Regions from separate parts of the Sus scrofa genome. Here region 2 is linked to region 1. A link is a contact called in public Hi-C data. All regions are on one chromosome and are shown on one strand. The core of a region is the stretch at or near the end of the contact, and the rest is flanking DNA. Distances in the headings are between cores, read along the strand shown.

Region 1 (5,043 bases), core at 1,046-3,545:
TGGATCAGCTACTCTCCCCACTTCCCCTTAATGGTCAAGATGCATGAGTGCCCTCAGTTAAGTTTAATAGGATCCCTACCACCAAGGCTCACCTAGATCAGCTGACAAAGGTAATCCATAAAAATGATATTTTTTTAATTCTGTACTGGGTTCTTCCTAAACATTGTCTTGAGACACTAACAGTGTCTTACTCTCTGTATCTACTTTATCTCAGTTACTTACTTGTATTGTCTCAAATGTTCTTTACGTCTTCATGCAGAATTCAGTATTTTAGAAACTGAGCCTCTCTTTCCACTAAGTTCCCAGAACAATATGGAGTAGGTGTTTTGTTGTTTTGTTCTTCATGTTTTATATGTATCTTCAGTTGACAAATAGCCTCACAATTATTACTGTATAAAAAACTAAAAATTACAGGAGTTCCCTTCGTGGCTCAGCGGTTAAGGAACCCAACTAGGATCCATGAGGATGCAGGTTCGATCCCTGGCCACGCTCAGTGGGTTAAGGATCCATCATTGCCATGAGCTGTGGTGTAGGTCACAGATGTGGCTCGGATCCCGCGTTGCTGTGGCTGTGGAATAGGTCAGCAGCTGTAGCTCCGATTTGACCCCTAGCCTGGGAACTTCCATATGCCGTGGGTGTGGCCCTAAAAAGTAAAAAAGAAAAATTAAAATAAAAAATCGCCATGGAAGCTAAGGCCTAATTTCTTATTCCAGTTGTTCCCTTCTGTTTCTATTTGAGACATTAGAAATTAAATTCCAGTATCTCAAAAAGATAAATAAATAAAAAGGTCTACATTATTTACATACAGTATGGAAAATAAAGGCTACATTTTGGCTAAGTTAGATTGCTTTTACCAGCATTATTTACATTGTAAATGTTAGGAGAAAAATACTATCCAAATTTTACTCGTGGTAATTTTCTAATTTAATGGCTTACCATCAAGCCCATATATCTTTCTGCATATCAAAATGTGAAAACATTAAGCTAGAGACGATAGGGATTCTTTCTCTATAAGATGTGTTAAGATAACTATACATGAACATGAATTTTTAAAAAAATGATCATTAAATGATAGTTCACTTTGCACATGTCTTCTGAATTCTGTTGTTAGCTTATTAAGAGCATACATAATCACATTCTAAAAACTGAAGACATCCTGCAACTTTGAAGAAATACATCTATAGATTGAGGTTTTTGAGGTAAATGATTTCAGAGGGACCAATTTTATATTGCTCTAACACCTCTTAAGAATAAATAATCCCAACAGCTATTACAGGTATTTTCCTGAGAATAGAGGGTGTGAACTATGACCTGTTTTTAATGATTGAAGTTATACTTGATCACAACCAGTTTCATCCAGTCTTATTTGTTTAAATAGTGTCTGTGGCTGCTTTGGCAAGCACAAGTGAATCATTGCAACAGAGATCACATAAATGAAAAAGTCTAAAGTATTTACTAATTTTCCCATTACGAAAAACACTGTCTGACCTCTAACCTATAGCATTGATTACCATAGCAGAAACAATATATTGGAGACTCGGTTAATTAGAAACCTTACTCATTTTAATGTGGTCACAATTAGAATTTGATAAAATAAAAGGTGCTTACAGGTGTTTTGTTTCTCAAACACAAAAAATGAGCAACACATTTTGTAAAAATTATGATAGATCCTTTATGCTATGTAAGTTTTTGGAGCAACTGGAAGGAAAATACAATTAATCTCTATCAAGATTTAGAGGTTATTAAAACCTAGGTATGCAAACTAATATTTAGGTTCAGTAAATATATACAGATACACACACAAATTGAATTTTAAGATGCACTTTTAATACTGAAACTAAGTTTTGGGGAAAATGGTTCTGAACTTAAAATTCTGTTTTTTCTCACCAACACTTCTATTTAAAGTGATTTTTTTAACCACGAGATATTTACAAGTTAACTTTTTATAGGCAGGTTTTTACAACTTAACTTTTCTTAGAAAACTCAAGGACTAAAAAGGCCACACTTTTATTTTATCATCAGTTATTTATAAAGAATGGCACAATGAAGAAACCATGAAACTTCACTTACTTCATCCTGTTATTAAAAGCCCTGTGGTCACATCTGTGGCACCATATGAAAAAATCACCTGCGGCTCAAACAATACGTTTTAATGGAGGTACAATTTTTTCCGCATGGATGGCAGAGAACATAAATTATTAAAATGTAACTGTTTTGAGAAAATGACCTTAAGATACAAACTTGAATGAGATCACAAAGTGATTTTATAAAAGTTTCACTAGATGGCAGCATCTTAAAAACAAAACAATTGTGTGTGTGTGTGTATCTGTGTCACTTTGCTGTACAGTAGAAATTGACAGGACATTGTAAACTCACTATAATGGAAAAAACAAAAATCATTTAAAAAAACCCAAAACTATTAGTTCTCCAAAACCTCTGTATAGCCATCAGTTTTTTCATTATTTTACCAATAAAAATAGGTAAAACAGTATGAGTATGTGAAAACATAAACTGCATGCTTGAGTGCACACTTTATGCAATTTAAAAAATAGAAGTAAAATATTTTTGAACAGATTTTTATTAAAATTAACCACAGTTTTGAACGCTTTTATTGATAAAACTACATACAAGCATAGCACCTTGTCACCCACCTCTTATACTCAATCCCCAAACTATGGCAGCAGTTTTCCAACCTTTCTGACTACTTCTAGCCTACCTTCTTCCAATGAACTTTCTAAATCGTACATTTGATTATAAACTGTGCCCCTTCAAAGATCCTTCCATTAACTTCAGAATGTAACTAATTTTCCTAGGCATGACTTTTACACACCTTTATGATCTAGTTCTTTATGGCTTTCCTGTCTCAGGTGCCCTACACCCAACTCCTCTATTTACATAAACCTCATTTGCCTGGTAGCTCATATTTTGATCACAAGATTACTTCCTTGGGAAGATTCCAAACTCTCTGTTTTCTTTCTCACCTTATAGCCCTGGTTGCATAAATTTCCTGTAGCAATGTTTCAGTTTACTGTCCTCTACTATTACATAATATGAACTCAATGTTGAATAAATGAATGAATGAACAAATAATGAAGTCATGCAATTGTCAATAAATACTCTGTAAACTGAAGTTAAATGGTGAAAGAGTATTATTTGAGATCCTTTATTTCTGTTGCATTATTGCATAAACAGTTTATTCAGACTTGGCATCTTTTGAAATGATGTTCCTTGAACAGTCAATAATAGTTTAAAATATATTTAAAATCCCTTTCAATAAAACAAGGAATGCCCTGTGTTTTTGTCTTTGCCATATGCCCTAGCACAATACTGAAAATGTTTCTAACCAGTGGAATAATAGTATACATAGGGCTGTGCTGAGCTTTTCAGGTGAAGCGCTAGCTCACTATCTCTCAAATTTAGTTCATCTTTTGTTAATTAAAATGAAACATGGAATATTACAGCTTAATTTTTTCCCTTGTAGCACTGCAGTCCTGATAACTTTATATATTCACATTATAACACAATGGCTTTTTAAAAAATTATTTCCCCAATACATTTTTTTTCTACGGTACAGCATGGTGACCCAGCAACACATACATGTATACATTCTTTTTTCTCACATTGTCATGCTCCATCATAAGTGACTAGACATAGTTCCCAGTGCTACACAGCAGGATCTCATTGCTAATCCATTCCAAAGGCAATAGTCTACATCCATTAACTCCAAGCTCCCAATACCCCACTCCCTCCCCCTCCCCCTTGGCAACTACAAGTCTATTCTCCAAGTCCATGATTTTCTTTTCTGAGGAAAGGTTCATTTGTGCCTTACAGTAGATTCCAGGTATAAGTGATATCATATGGCATTTGTATTTCTCTTTCTGACTTACTTCACTCAGTGTGAGAATCTCTAGTTCCATCCATGTTGCTGCAAATGGCATTATTTCATTCTTTTTTTAAGGCTGAGTAGTATTCCATTGTGTATATATACCACATCTTCCTAATCCAATTGTCTGTCAATAGACATTTGGGTTGTTTCCATGTCTTGGCTATTGTGAGTAGTGCTCCAATGAACATCTGAGTGCATGTGTGGTTTTTAAGGAAAGTTTTGTCTGGATATAAGCCCAAGAGTGGGATTGCTGGGTCAGGTGATAGTTCTGTGTATAGAATTCTAAGACACCTCCATACTGTTCTCCATAGTGTTTGTAACAATTTATATTCCCACTAACAGTGTAGGAGGGTTCCCTTTTCTCCACATCCCCTCCAGCATTTGTTATTTGTGGACTTATTATTGATGGCCATTCTGACTGGAGTGAGTTGGTATCTCGTGGTAGTTTTGATTTGCATTTCTTTAATAATGAGTGATGTTGAGCATTTTTCCCTGTGCTTGTTGGCCATCTATACATCTTCCTTGGAAAAATGTCTATTCAAGTCTTTTGCCCATTTTTCCATTGGTTGATTGGCTTTTTTGCTGTTGAGTTGTGTAAGTTGCTTATATATTCTAGAGATTAAGCCCTTGTCCATTGCATCATTTGAAACTATTTTCTCCCATTCTGTAAGTTGTCTTTTTGTTTTCTTTTGGGTTTCCTTTGCTGTGCAGAAGCTTGTCAGTTTGATTAGCTCCTATTGGTTTATTTTTGCTTTTATTTCTCTTGCTTTGGGAGACCGACCTGAGAAACTTTGGCTTCCCCAAATTCGCAGAAAAAGAAAAACACAAGTACAATGAAGAAGCTCAGAAACTATTCCTAGTTAAAGCAACAGGAGAATTCACCTAAAGCAATCTACAATGAAACCGATTTCTGCAGTCTGAGAGACATTGAGTTCAAAAGGGAGATGGTAAAAATACTGAAGGAATTAAGAGAGGATATGAACAGTAATGCAGATTCCCTCAGAAAGGAGCTAGAAAATATAAGGAAGAGCTAAAATAAACTAGAAAATTCATTTGCAGAGATACAAAGTGAACTAAGGGCAATAAAGACCTGAATGAATAATGCAGAGGAACAATTAGTGACATGGAAGATAAAATAATGGAAATCAGCCAATCAG
Region 2 (5,043 bases), core at 669-3,168, 170 kb after region 1:
TACTCATGTCACATCCCATGGGTCAAAAGAAATGATATGGCCATACCAAACTTTTATGGAGTGAAGAAATATACTCCCTATGAGGAGGTCACAGGTGAATAAATTTTTGTTGAAAATATTCCAATCTGATCCAGGAACATGGAATCTACTTCAAGTACTTTTGGTTTAAAAAAAAGTTACTAAAATGACTAAAAAAACCCAAGGCAAAATGACTCCCTTGATTAGTCATAGACTAAACCAGAGCTGGAACTGAGATTCTTCTGAGAAGTGTTTTTCGGTGACATGTGTCTCCTATCCCCAGTTGCAATGAAGGATTTTAACATATATGGGGTTTTTAGTTAGCGTTTTACTAGGAATACAAATCAACTCTAGTAATAGAAAGGAAATTTATTCTGGAGATTGGTTATGGAAGTGTTGAAAGGATATAAAGAGTAGAAGGGAAAAAGGTAGTGTTGTATAGAGAAGTAAAAAAGAAAAAGATGTGATATATAAATATCAAAAGCTGTAAAAGTCCTTGTGCTGGAGGAGTCCATGAGCTTATGCTGATGCTTAGTTGTTGGAAACTGTTTTAGTTGCTGTTTTTGTTTTTTTTTTTCTTTTTTTTTTTATTACTCAAATGAATTTATCACATCTGTAGTTGTATAATGATCATAACAATCCAGTTTCACAGGATTTCCATCCCACAGCCCAAGCACATCCCCCCACCCCCCAAACTGTCTCCTCCGGAGACCATAAGTTTTTCAATGTCTGTGAGTCAGCATCTGATCTGCAAAGAAGTTTAATCTGTCCTTTTTTCAGATTCCACATGTCAGTGAAAGCATTGGATGTTGGTGTCTCATTGTATGGCTGACTTCACTTAGCATGATAGTTTCTAGGTCCATCCATGTTGCTACAAATGCTGGTATTTCGTTCTTTTTGATGGCTGAGTAATATTCCATTGTGTATATGTACCACATCTTCTTGATTCACTCCTCTGTTGATGGACATTTAGGTTATTTCCATGTCTTGGCTATTGAAAAGAGTGCTGCAATGAACATTGGAGTACATGTGTCTTTGCGAGTCGTGGTTTTCTCTGGATAGATGCCCAGGAGTGGGATCGCTGGATCAAATGGTAGTTCTATGTTTAGTTTTCTGAGGCATCTCCATACCGCTTTCCACAGTGGTTGCACCAATTTACAATCCCACCAAGAGTGTACTAGGGTTCCTTTTTCTCCACACCCTCTCTAGCACTTATTGTTTGTAGACTTTTGGGTGATGGCCATTCTGGCTGGTGTAAGGTGGTATCTCATCGTGGTTTTGATTTGCATTTCTCTAATAATGAGTGACGCTGAACATCTTTTCATGTGTTTCTCGGCCATCTGTATGTAGTTGCTGTTTTATCCAACAAAAAATTGGATAAATCTCAACCAAGATTGAATCTGAAAAGTTGATCTCCTATGCCAGATTGCTTAAGTCCAACCTCATATCCCTTCTCTGCATCTCTAGCAATTTTCAACAGCTACCAAACTGTAGGAACCAGAAGCTAGAAGCTTCTTTCTTCCTCCTACTTTTTGACTGTCTGTTTGACCTACAAATGATAAGCACTCATCAAAAAGCCGGCTATCAAAAGAGACCTGGGATATATGTGTTGACTCCAAAACTCCTAAACTATACAGCAGAGCCAGAAAGTGTAGCGTTTGGAATGCCAGAAGAAAATAGACAAATGAACTACACAAAGACTTTTATCTTTTGGCTGGAGGAACAGGAAGGGATTCTTAAGGCAAGAGAAGTGGCAAAATATGAAAGTGGTAACATCTTTTGCCCTCTCAGCCGTTTGAACAAGGTTAAAAAACAAAACAAAACACAAAGTTCAGAGAATTCAGTTTATGAGTTGAGCTATAAGGTCCTAGGAATGATCCCTGTTATTTGAGGTCAGCACAGTACTCTGCCTGAAATACAGCATTAGCAAATATTTCAAGGACTGGCAATGTGTCTGAGGACAGATATGCCTCAATGCCTAGAAAATAACTGCAAATTAGAAAAATTATACTAGAAAGGTCATGACACATGTGAGATACTACCAACCTTCATATTCTCTACAAAAACGTTGGAAGAACAGGGATTATAGCAGAGAATTTTTTTGTTTAAACTCATGAATGTTGAAAGCCAGTGTAGATTAATGTTTAATGTGAAACAGTGTTGAAACAGCATGATGAAATCTGAGACAGTTTACAAGACTACAGACCTTAAGAGATGGAATGAAACTAGTCAATCTAAGTTTTACATATTTTGATCCACAAAAGAAATATATGTTATGATGGATAACATATGCAAATATACACATGCACCTTAAAAAAAAGTTTCATGAATCAACACTTGCACTATGTGATGCACTTTGAAATTTTATAAATTATCTATTCTATACTATTTTATAAAAGAATGCTGGTTGTGACCCATTTAATTGATTTCATGCCCACTAATGGGGGGGGGGAATAATTCCTTTTAAGCATGAAAAACACTGATTATATCCAATTCTTGCCCTACGGTTAAAAAAACTGAGACTCAGTTTGATCAATAACTACCAGTTTCCTAATGTACCTTATGAACACAATTGCATCATGTTGTTTTCAGTCATAAAGTCCTTAAGAAGTGAGGCAATAGTTAAATTGTATTCAATGGCCCAAGATTTTTCATTTATATTCTTAGCAAATGTTTCACAGTGATTACAATTATGTATTTGAACCACACTTTTTTATAGGTTTATTTTATCTCTGCAATGAAATTGTTAGCCCTTTGAGGACAGAACTGTCTCTAGTAATTCTCTTTATCTCCTGCAGTAATAAAATGATTACAAGCAAAAAATTCTAGGTTTCAAAAAAAGTATATTTAATTGAATAATAGAGAAATAATTACAAAGAAGTTTTAAAATTCATACATCTTTGAGTGATAGCTGACAGGCTTGTGCAATCTTTCCAGCTTTCTGAACAACATGGAAAACCCAACATTTCATTTCTTTATGTTCAATATATACTGTTGGCACAGTGACTCAAAATGTTCTTGTTTTTTAATCCATTAGTATTAACCAAAAGCTTCTTTTAGGTTTATAAGAACAGAATTTGGACTAGGCAAGTCTTCAGACAGAATGGTCAGCTAACAGTTCCTCAAATTCGTAGACTGCTGATAAACTTTAACTGCCTAATAGTTATCCAAGGTTTGGGTTCTGCTAAAGTGTTTAGATGCCATGAAGAAAACAAACAGGTAGACTGGTTTTATGTGAAAGGGAAGAAAACAGTCTCCACAAAGACTTGCAATTCTGCCTTTCTGTCAGGTAGAATTTTTATGGCTTTGGCATAAACCCTTGGAAAGATTAGATTTTAATAGAAATGCCAATGTAGTTTTAAATATAGCACCCGTAGGCTGTGCTTGTATTACAAGGAAATTCAGTGTCCCTCACGGCAACCAGTTATTGGAAATCTCAATGGTGGTGTCCCATTCAATGTTTAGCAATTTGAAAATCTTTCTTTTGATAAGAAATGTATTTGCCACAAGTTAAATTTGTCAATATGGAATTTTAAAAATAGCTATTATCATTTTAGGCCTGCATATTTAAAACTACTGCTTTATAAATATAAATTTTAAAGTTCATACGTATGGTAAAATATATTTATTACCTATGAGATGTAATTGTTCATATCCTGTCAGCATGTTGTAATACAAAGAATATTCTGAAAAAGAAAACATGATTATTAGAACTAAATTTTACATTATCTGTGAGATATTGGCAAGTAACTTCAATTTAGGCCTCAGTCTTCTGTCAGCAAAGTAGAATAATTATGACATTTTAAAATCATTATTGTGAAAGTCAAATGAGATGTGAGATGTGTTTTAAGCATAGAAGGTGGTTTAACAAGGTATGTATTTTTATATATTTTTAAATTTTAAAGAATATAATCATAATTTATATAAATACTGTAATACATTATAAAACTAGAAAATATAAAAATTAGAGGGATCACTAATTATATGAAAAACATACAAATTCTTTAAATATTGCTAATTCCTTTTTTTTATGTAATCATTCTTTTTTTTTTCTTTTTCTGCTGCACTTGTGGCATATGGAAGTTCCCAGGCCAGGGACTGAATTTGACAGGCAGCTGTGACCTATATACCACAGCTGTAACAATGATGGATCGTTAACCACTGTATTGGGGATTGAATCTGTGCCTTTGCAAAGACAACACTAGATCCCCTTCTTATATATTAAAGTTACATCTAACTTTTTGTTTTGTCATCAGCATAGATACCTTTGTAAAAAGGTATACATATGCATATTATTATATATACACATATGTGTATACACACATATAATTATTTCATTAAGAAAATACCTGAATTAATTGACCTTAGTAAAAATATTTGCAGTCAGATGCCATCTATAGCTTTGTGCCAACTTTTGATCCTTAGGTACTTAGTTAGTTACAAGTCCTGGGTATTTATCACTTAAAAAATATATTTGCTACTTTGGTAGTTAAAAAATAATATTGATCCTTCAATAAATGTGTAACTAATAACTAAGAAAGTTAAATATTTCAAAATAATTATTCAGTATTCCATTATTCATTTTTCTGTTGCAGAAATTATCTCTTTTTAAATTAATTTGTATGCACTCTTCATTATTTGCTGAGCCTTAGTTTTCATATTTAGAACATGGGTAGAATAATAATTCAGGGATGGACTTTTTTTTGTGATGATTAAATGTAATATAACTAGAGTTTGGAGATACTTATTAATAGAATATTAAAGTATAGCTACAAGAAATAGAATTGTAGGTTGAATTACTCTGTTACACAGCCCATGTTCTTTTCAAAATAGACCTATATAAAACAAATAACAGCAGTTACTATATATCTTCTTATAAATTTTTCCATTTTTCTTCCCTGGAAATTGATCCAACCAATAACTGTTTATTAATCTCCATGTAGGCTACTCATATTCATAGGAGCTAAGACTTTAAGAGAAAACATGTGCTCTTTAACCTTTAAAATACATACACATAGCTTATGT

Evidence for each region. A called contact is a pair of places that touch in the nucleus more often than the background predicts.
Region 2: a contact with region 1 is called in a Hi-C map of liver, with 3 times the contacts expected there. The contact joins two enhancer-like sites. A contact is called at or near these places in 1 of 5 promoter capture datasets (liver) and 5 of 47 Hi-C or Micro-C datasets (liver and skeletal muscle).

What each region holds. Positions count from the first base shown.
Region 1 is chr15:8,896,311-8,901,353 of Sscrofa11.1, forward strand. All of the region lies in intron 8 of KYNU (kynureninase), which reads right to left. Among named protein-coding and RNA genes, the nearest start is that of KYNU, 84 kb to the right of the region's middle. Within about 2 kb of position 2,296, at least 2 of the 83 cell types and tissues checked have an H3K27ac peak or open chromatin away from gene starts, as enhancers often do. A contact at or near this core is called in liver, where this site is marked.
Region 2 is chr15:9,068,948-9,073,990 of Sscrofa11.1, forward strand. No RefSeq gene overlaps it. Among named protein-coding and RNA genes, the nearest start is that of KYNU, 89 kb to the left of the region's middle. Within about 2 kb of position 1,919, at least 2 of the 83 cell types and tissues checked have an H3K27ac peak or open chromatin away from gene starts, as enhancers often do. A contact at or near this core is called in liver, where this site is marked.